Regions from separate parts of the Mus musculus genome. Here region 1 is linked to region 2. A link is a contact called in public HiChIP or PLAC-seq data. All regions are on one chromosome and are shown on one strand. Each heading gives the region's core, a stretch centred on a gene start, on an enhancer-like site or on the middle of the called end of the contact. The rest is flanking DNA. Distances are from core to core; before and after follow the strand shown.

Evidence for each region. HiChIP or PLAC-seq counts read pairs in DNA pulled down with a chosen protein or histone mark.
Region 1: a contact with region 2 is called in an H3K4me3 HiChIP or PLAC-seq map of bone marrow-derived macrophages, with 5 times the contacts expected there. The contact joins the promoter of Epc2 here to the enhancer-like site in region 2. A contact is called at or near these places in 5 of 39 promoter capture datasets (the C10 cell line, cranial neural crest, frontonasal cranial neural crest and 2 more), 3 of 484 Hi-C or Micro-C datasets (the MC3T3-E1 cell line, the N1E-115 cell line and cerebral cortex), 15 of 115 datasets of contacts at active chromatin or transcription factors (the 230-238 cell line, the NIH/3T3 cell line, the SCID.adh cell line and 9 more) and 2 of 9 other capture datasets (adipose tissue and pancreatic islet).

The regions. Positions count from the first base shown.
Region 1 is chr2:49,448,972-49,453,492 of GRCm38.p6, forward strand. Epc2 (enhancer of polycomb homolog 2) reads left to right here and starts at 2,515. Exons shown (of 14, transcript NM_172663.4): 1 at 2,515-2,987. The coding sequence starts at 2,835.
Region 2 is chr2:48,922,691-48,926,581 of GRCm38.p6, forward strand. All of the region lies in intron 8 of Orc4 (origin recognition complex, subunit 4), which reads right to left. Among named protein-coding and RNA genes, the nearest start is that of Orc4, 25 kb to the right of the region's middle. Within about 2 kb of position 2,296, at least 12 of the 459 cell types and tissues checked have an H3K27ac peak or open chromatin away from gene starts, as enhancers often do. A contact at or near this core is called in bone marrow-derived macrophages and microglia, where this site is marked.

The DNA of each region.
Region 1 (4,521 bases), core at 1,265-3,764, 530 kb after region 2:
GGAAATACAGACTGTGTCTCAGGTGTGGCATTTGGTTCAAACTGTTTTGTTCTTAGCTCTGTAATCACTGCCAACAAGGCAAGAAGAAAAGTGAACATTGGAGGATAAAATTGATTCTCATTTAAAGCAAAGACCAACAGCAAACCAACTATGATGCAAAAGCCATTCTCTTGGTTGAGTTTTACATTAGAAAAAAAAAGTTTCTTTGAGATGTTCTTATTGTTTCTAAAGTTCTGATGGCAAGGATTGCTGGGTAGGCCAAAGAAAAGAAAAATTAGCATCAATGGCTAGGCCTGATGGCAGGCCAGGAAGGCACTCAAACTCCAACCTGGAGTAGAATGTCACAGCAGCACTGAAATTCTTTGTGTAGCTGATATGACTTCATAGCTATCAGCAAACATACTAGATGCCTGCTTTCTGTGAGGTAGGGCTAGCCATTCTCACTAATTAACTCTGGGGGCTTTCATTAATTAACTTTGGGTCAGAAACTTTTGAACATTGGATGGCCAATAAACCAAAGAGCTTGGATACTAAAGTGTGCAGCTAGGAGAACAAGTGTTTTGGAGTTAGGATAGATCCAGAGTTAATCCAGGTCTGCTGTTCCCTGGTATTGGAACTTGACAAATTATAGGTCTGAGTCTGTTTCCTTTTTAGCAAAAATCACAGCATTTCTCCCTATGTAGAAGTATATAGCTATAAGAATTGAGTGGATTTCAACTACTTGGGACTATACCCCCCCCCCCACACACACAATGTCCACACTTCTTTTTCTGAGTGTAACATTAGGCAGAGAGACTGGAAAGAAGCTACCGTCTCTGAGCCTGAGAAGGGGTGAGAATCCAGATAAAAGGCCCCAATGACTCATTTTTTCAAACACTGTTCCCCCTGATTTTCAGACTAGTACTCAATAATGACCCCCCCAGCCCCCCTTCTGAGAACTTCTTGTTCTTCCTTACAAAGGATTGGAACTACGCCAGAGGGTAACACTCACAACAGCACAGGCTCACAACCATGTGAAAGGTGTTGCTTACAAGAATTGAGCCACAGTCTGTTTGCATTGTTACCAGTAACAAGTGGACATAAAACAAAGCCACTGAATAACATCCCAAAGTGTCCCCGGACAGACTGGTTAGATTATTTTGTGTTACCAGGAAGTCAATATTCACCATTCAGCTTTCAAAGGAAAAGCTGGAGACAAGGGGGAGGGGGGGAGAGGGAGGGAAAAAAAAGCAGGGAGAGAAGAAAATAGAGAAAAATAATGGGTGGCAATGAAGAGAGATAGATGGTTTTGCTATATTAAGACATGACAAAGAAACCCGTTTTTATTGTTGGACTTTAGCAAACCATCTACCCTTTTATGAGCTAGGTAGGGTATTTTTCAATGATTAGAAAATGGTAAAACTGTTGCACAGTGAGGCAATTTGCTTAGAAACATGTACTGCTTAAAGACTAAGAAACTGCAACAAAGGTTTGTATCAATAGTGACTAGTATTTAATTGAGTCAATTTGATTCCTTTTTGCAGAGCTTTTGCAAACCACTTCTGGCCAAAACTATGTCTAATTTCTTTGACCTGTCACAGCAACTGACTATAGATGTCATGTGGTAATTAACTTTCCATCACTCTTTTGTGTGGTCTGTATCATTTTCTTCAAGAATTTACTTTTTTTTTTTTTTTTTTTTTGGCCCATCATCTTTGCAGCTGCCCTTTCAAGTAGTTACGACTCTTGTTACTAATTATCCAGCAGTTTAGTTGTAACACAGTAACACGCAAACTAATTGGAGTCCGGAACTTTATTAAACTCTTTTTGAGTCGTCACTGTAACCAGTGTTTTCACATACTTTGGTTAGAGATTTCAAGAAATGCCAACCATCAAACTAAGAAAGTTTGGATGACAGGTGCAAGTCCGCTTGTTGCCGCGTCCAGCAACTATTTCAAGTAGCAGTCTCCAACTACTGACCCTCCTGTCTACCCGAGCATCCTCTCGGCGGTGCCTAACTCTGGAGAGCTCCTCTGGACAGGGACTGCCCAAGTTCTCAGGGCGCGAGACGCAGCAGGGCTGTGCCTCTCGGCGTGGGCAGACGCAGCGGACTTGTCGGACCTCCCCGGGGATGCGCAAACCCGAGGCGCGAAACCAGCCAGCAGGCGCCGGGGCGAGCAGAGCTGTCCAAGTGCAGACTCGAGGGGCGGCCGGTGGCCCGGGGGCGGAGGCCTCCTGTCCCCCCGAGGCGAGCGGTCCTAGGCACTGAGCCTTCCCGAGGGAGCCCCGCGCGGAGCGAGTCGGCGGCGGAGGCACCGAGGCGCCCGCTCCGGAGCCGGGGACCGAGCGCACCTGGCACCTGCCGCCCCGCCTGCGTGCCGAGCGTCCCGCCGAGGAGGGCCACCGGGACTCGGCTCGCTCTCGCCGGCTGGGCTGGCCGCGCCTCGCCGCGGAGAGAGTGGGTGGGCAGGCAGGGGAGGGAAAGGAAGGAGGGAGGGAGGGAGGGAGGGAGAGGGCGACGCGCGTCCCCGAGGCGGGGGCGCGCTCTCGCGCGGGCTGCCGGGATCGCTCGCCGCCGCTGTGGTAATGTCCGCCATGTTGGCCATGGCGCAGGGAGCGGATCGGGCGGGCGAGCGGCGGATCTAGAGTGTGGAAGCGGCCGCGGGCGGCGGGGGGCTGTTCTGGGGCGGGGTGGGCGCCCATGCTGGGGCCGGGGGCACTGCGGAGGAGGAGGAGGAGCGGGCCGGCCGCGCTGCACTGAGGAAGGAGGTGGAGGAGGCGGCGGGAGTGCTCCCCCCCCCTCCCCGCCCGCCCCGCCGCCGCCGCCCGGGCTGTTCCTGTAAGGCGGGGAGACAATGAGTAAACTCTCCTTCCGAGCGCGGGCGCTGGACGCCGCCAAACCGCTGCCCATCTACCGCGGCAAGGACATGCCTGATCTCAACGACTGCGTCTCCATCAACCGGGCCGTGCCCCAGATGCCCACCGGGATGGAGAAGGAGGAGGAATCGGTAGGGACTCGAGTGTTTATTACCCCCCCCTTCCCTCCTCCCCCCTCCCCTTTGTCAGCCGGGCCTCGCCATTCACAGAGCGCTTCTACGCTCGCTGGAGGGCGCCGCTGCCGCTGCGCGCTCCGGACCCTACGCCGGCGGAGTAGCGTAAACCCGTCGGCCGGCGCAGCGCCCGCCCGCGGCCGCCATGTTGTTGCGTCCCAGTGTTGTGATTAGCTCTCGGCGCCGCTTACGCTGCCGTAAGGGGGCCCTGCCGTAAGCAGCGGCCGGGAATGGCGCAGGGATGCGCCGGCCCGCACTTGGCGTACAGCCTCTGTTTACCTCGTAGACATCTCGCCGGGAGCGGGGTTAATGGGTCGAGAAAGGGTCCTTGGGCTAAGGCGCTATTTTCGTTGCGTTTTAAAATTTGTGCGTGCACGAAATTGCCTTTGAAACAAACGATCTCGGGAAAGTAGAGCTCTTTCAAAACATGCATCTTCCTGCTAGTGGGGTGATGGGTGATGGTTTGCGCTGCCCGCTAGAGGTGCCGCGGGAGTAGGCGATGCATCCCTGCGGCCGGGCAGCGACCCCCGGTCCGGACTCTGCGTTAGCGAGTCCTCTGATCTGCACGCCGGCTTCGCCTGCCGGGCTGGCCCCTCCTCGGTTGTGCGGAATTAGGACGGAGCCCGAATGCTTGAAACTGGCCTCCAGGCCCGCGCTTCCCGTGCAGCGAGCGTCCGGGGAAGTTGCATGCGGGATGGCTGTTTACAACTTGAGGGCTCAGAGCGTCCGCATTGACAGTTGCGTTTTTGACCAGATGTTAAAATTTGGACAAAATGCTGTTTCCTTCTTCCCGGGGGTTAAGTTATACCCAAGACTGAATTTCCTCCGATTTGACAGTGTTTACGACTCTGGAGTGTTGTTACTTGTGTGCGGAGTTCATAGTAACTGCACCCTGAAGAATTTCTTCAATGAACCTTCAGTCCCGCCTTATTGTCAACCACGGGTGTGTGTGGATTGGCTCCCTAGCTTCTGTTACTGTCAAAAGAAAGCTGGAGGTTTCTGTGATTGGCTTTCTCTTTTGACTATTAATATTGCAGGAAATGCCTTTAAGCATTTGATTGGCTGCTCGAATTCTGACCTCACTGTGTTGGTGCTTTGACTTAATCACATTTCTTTTTGGTGTTTGATTACCTGATTTAACATTTTCAGTAGAATATTAAATAAGACCTCTTTTTAAACCTTCAGGAAATTAAAACTCAGCTTTTATGCCTAAGATTCAGATAGTACCGAATCGTGTTTGAGAAGTTTGCTTATGAGGTTATTGACTTGATTTTGAGCTACCTTCTGGCAGTCTCCGATAGATGATCTAGAAACTGCGTTTGGTAGCGTGGTACTGTCTTTGCTGATCACGTCTTTCTCTTAGCCATTTCCTTCGGACGTGTGTTTTTACGTCGTTTTACTTCCTTATGTTTGCTATCTTTTGCCTAAGGTCTGCCAGTTGAAAAATCAGATGATCATTTAATCAATCTGTCATTTCTTCTTGAATGTTGTA
Region 2 (3,891 bases), core at 1,046-3,545:
AGAACGAAAGAATTACAGGGCTGAGTGGTGGTGGTGCATGCCTTTAATCCCGGCACTTGGGAGGCAGAGGCAGGTGGATTTCTGAGTTTGAGCCCAGCCTGGACTACAGAGTGAGTTCCAGGACAGCCAGGGCTACACAGAGAAACCCTGTCTCGAAAAACCAAACAAACAAATAAAACAACAACAACAACAACAAAATTACAGGGATGGAAATGGCGAGCAGCCTGAGGAAAAGAAGGTCCTGAAACAGGCCCAAAGTGAGATCCAGCTCAAGGGGAGGTCTCAAGGCCTGACACTATTATTAAGGCTATGGAGCACTCACAAAAAAGGAACCTAGCATGACTGTACTCTGGAAGACCCAACAAGCAGCTCTGAAAGTCAGATATTCGCACCCAACCCAGTGGACAGAAGCTGCTGTCCCCTATGACTGAATTAGGGAAAGCTGAAAGAAGCTGAGGAGGAGGGTAACTCTGTAGGAGGACCAGCAGTCTCAATTAATCTGGACCCCCGAGATCTCTCAAACACTGGACTACCAAACAGGCAGCATAAACTAGCTGATATGAGGCCCCCAACACACATACAATAGAGGACTTCCAGGTCTGTGTTCATTCAAAGATGGTGCACCTAACCCTCAAGAGACTGGAGGCCCCAGGGAGTTTAGAGGTCAGATGGGGTGGGGCTAGGGCATCCACATGGAGGTAGGGGGTTTGGGGAGGTGTGGGATGTGGAGCATTCAGAGGGTGGATGGGGAAAGCGGAATGGAATATGGAGTATATAACATAAATTAATTTTAAAAATGCTGCTAGATAGTAAGTTAACTATAGCTTGTAACTCGTAACATGTATAATGTCTAAGTAAGCATGTGAAATGAGAGGAACTGAAGTCAGTGTTCTCAACCCTTCTAATGCTGTTGTCATGACCCCCAGACAGTATTTTCATTGCCATTTCCTAACTGTAATTTTGCTACTGTTATAAATTATACTACAAATATCTGATATGAAGGATGGTCTCAGCTTACCCCTTTGATCTCTGTAGAAGCGTTGTTCAACCCCGATATGGGTTGCAAACCACAAATTGATAACTACTGAACTAAATGATTCCTTTCTAGGCACCAGTATCATTGTGATTGCATTTTGGCCTCATTATCGAGTGCTAACATTCTCAAACCTACTAAGGACATACAAACAGCTACTGTTCCTGATCAGAGAGACATTAAGCACACCAGTGTGGAATTCTGCACAGCCTACAAAAAAATTCACAAAAAAATCTGAGGTAACAAAATGCTATGAGATTTGCTACCATTAACAAAAATTCAGATATCTTCATGATTTTGTTTAAGAACTTCAAGAAACATGATGTACAATGGAGCAAAATTCTATTTGATGAACTACAGTATTATCAAGCTGCTGTGATGAGTGGAAGGACTGAGTTCTCATCCTTTCCAATGAGAACAAATGCTCTTACAGGCTGAGCCATTTCTCCATCCAATTATTGTCTATTTTTAAGGTGGAACTAAATGCAAATGAACTTCGAGTATTTCTCATCTTCTTACAATATACTGAAAAACATAACCATGAGATGAAATTATTATTGTTTTGCCTCAACATTTTACAGGGAAGACAGACATAGATTAGATCATTTTATGTAGTTATTAAAATTACTAAATAAATGCTGGAGAGAGCCTCATTATACTACTATCTCCAACAAGAATTGATTTTCTACAATAAAATTTTCTTTTTTAAAAAGGTACTGGCTCCAGAAATGTATTTTTTTGTTTTTTACCTGAATGATCCTAACAAAGTAAAACAAGCAAAAGGGTTAATAAGCCATGATATGCATGAAAAATTTCAGTAATCTTAGGTTATTTAGGAAGTCAAATAGCAAAGAGAGAAAAACAAATACCTCAAATGTTTTTAAATGTATTATAGTGACAACTGCTGAATTATAGGGACAAGATGGAAAGATCTAAATTTAGTATACACACCAATTTATTTTCTACTAAAGAGAAGTTGTAAGTTACTTGTATAAATAAGTAGTGGAAAGGCAATGATTAATAAAGCAAACTCTAAGCAAATATTAAGAACCTGTACTTGGGTGCTGGGAAGATGGCTAAGAGTGAAACGGCCCCTGAAGTCAAGGCTGAGGATTTGTATTCAATTCCAGGAACCCACGGCACTAGGAGGAGACCCAGCTCCTCCAAGGTGCCACTGGGCAGTCACATGTCCACCATGGCATGCACCTTCCAAATAAGTAAGAAGGAACTGCAAAGAAAAAAATCTTGCTTCCGAGAATGGAGAAAAGAAGGAACTGAGAAGCTGCTCCAGTGTTAGTCAGTAATGACAGAAGTTACAAATACAAGGCTACAGGGATGATAAAGCAAAAGCAAACACTAAAGTGAAATTTTAAAAAGAAGGGTTTCTTGCTGACATAGCAACTGTTTTTATACCTATTCTTTGGTTTTTCTCTCTCTATATATATTTCTATAAATATATATGAGCATGATTCAACATAAAAGAAATACAGAATTAGAAAAATATGCATAAGCTACTCATGAATGTTTGTATATGGAACGTGTTTGAGGCCAGAGGTTAAGACTGGGTGTTAGGCTCAACTGCTCTCTGGTTTACAGTTTTTAAGACAGGGATTCTCAGGAACAGTGAGCCGGTTCAGAAGGTAAAGACACTTTCTACCAAGCCTGAGGTCCTTAGTTTGATCCCCAGACTCACATGGTAGAAGGAGAAAAGGGACTCCTAAAAGTTATTCTGTTGTTCACATACATGCTACAGTACATGTACCTTTTACATACCTATTGCATCCACATACAAAAAAAAGGACAGAAACAGCAAGACTCTCACTGAGCCCAAGGGTTGCTTATTTAGCTAGATAGGCTGGCTAAGAAGGCACAAAAATTCTGTATATATCTCCCCAGTGCTTGTTTAAAGTGGCCCACATCTATGTGTGTTGAAGTCTGAATTCAAATCTTCATGATATTTTCACCCAAAGGATTATTTTCTTATGTATATGTGTCATGCTTTGCATATATATGAGTGTGTGTGTATATGTGTGTAGGCCTGAGTTTGAGGTCAAGAGTATTCATCATGGCTTCCCATCTTTCTTGTTCATTGAGGCATAGATTCTCAATTTAACCCCCAAGTCCACCAATTAGACTAGTTTGGTCAGATAGCTTGCGCTAGAGATACATGGTAGGTCTTAGACTTCTGGGATTGCAAGTGGGTTGTCAGGCCCATTCCCTTTAGGCAAATAAGTATATTTTGAGGACTTGATTTTGTTCCTCCCATCTGACAAGCTCAGCTCCAGTTCCCTATCCGTTTCTTTAAAGAAAGATGTGTTTCTTTTAGCCTGGTGATAGCTTCTTATTTGGGGAGAAGATAAGTAGAGTAAGTATCAATGATAAATACAAAAGAATGATCTCAAAGCACATGAAGTATACCAAAGAGTATTTAAAAACATGTCAAAGACAGAAATTTCAGAGAAAAGCAATAAAGTGAAAATTTCATAAAAAAACAGAGGGAGGATTGTTAAAAGATGAATTAACCAACTGAAAGAACATTTATAAAAAGGAAAAAGAGCTGTAGGAAAAAAATAAAGAAATGAGCAAGCCTGAAATAAAACTACGAAATAAGAAGCTGGGAAATGGGAACCGTGAAGAAATTTGCAGACATAGCATTTACAGTAAGTTAGAGAAAAGAAGGTTCTCAGTTTTACATGTATACAGGAGTGCACACCGTAGATACAGATAGTTCTGGTAGTATAATCCTGTAACCTGTCCTCAGAGTGATCACAAAATCAAGATCTTTCTGAGACTTACAATAAGTTAAAGGACAGTCAGAGCAACTTATAAGTGAATTTTGCTATCAAAATAGTGAATAC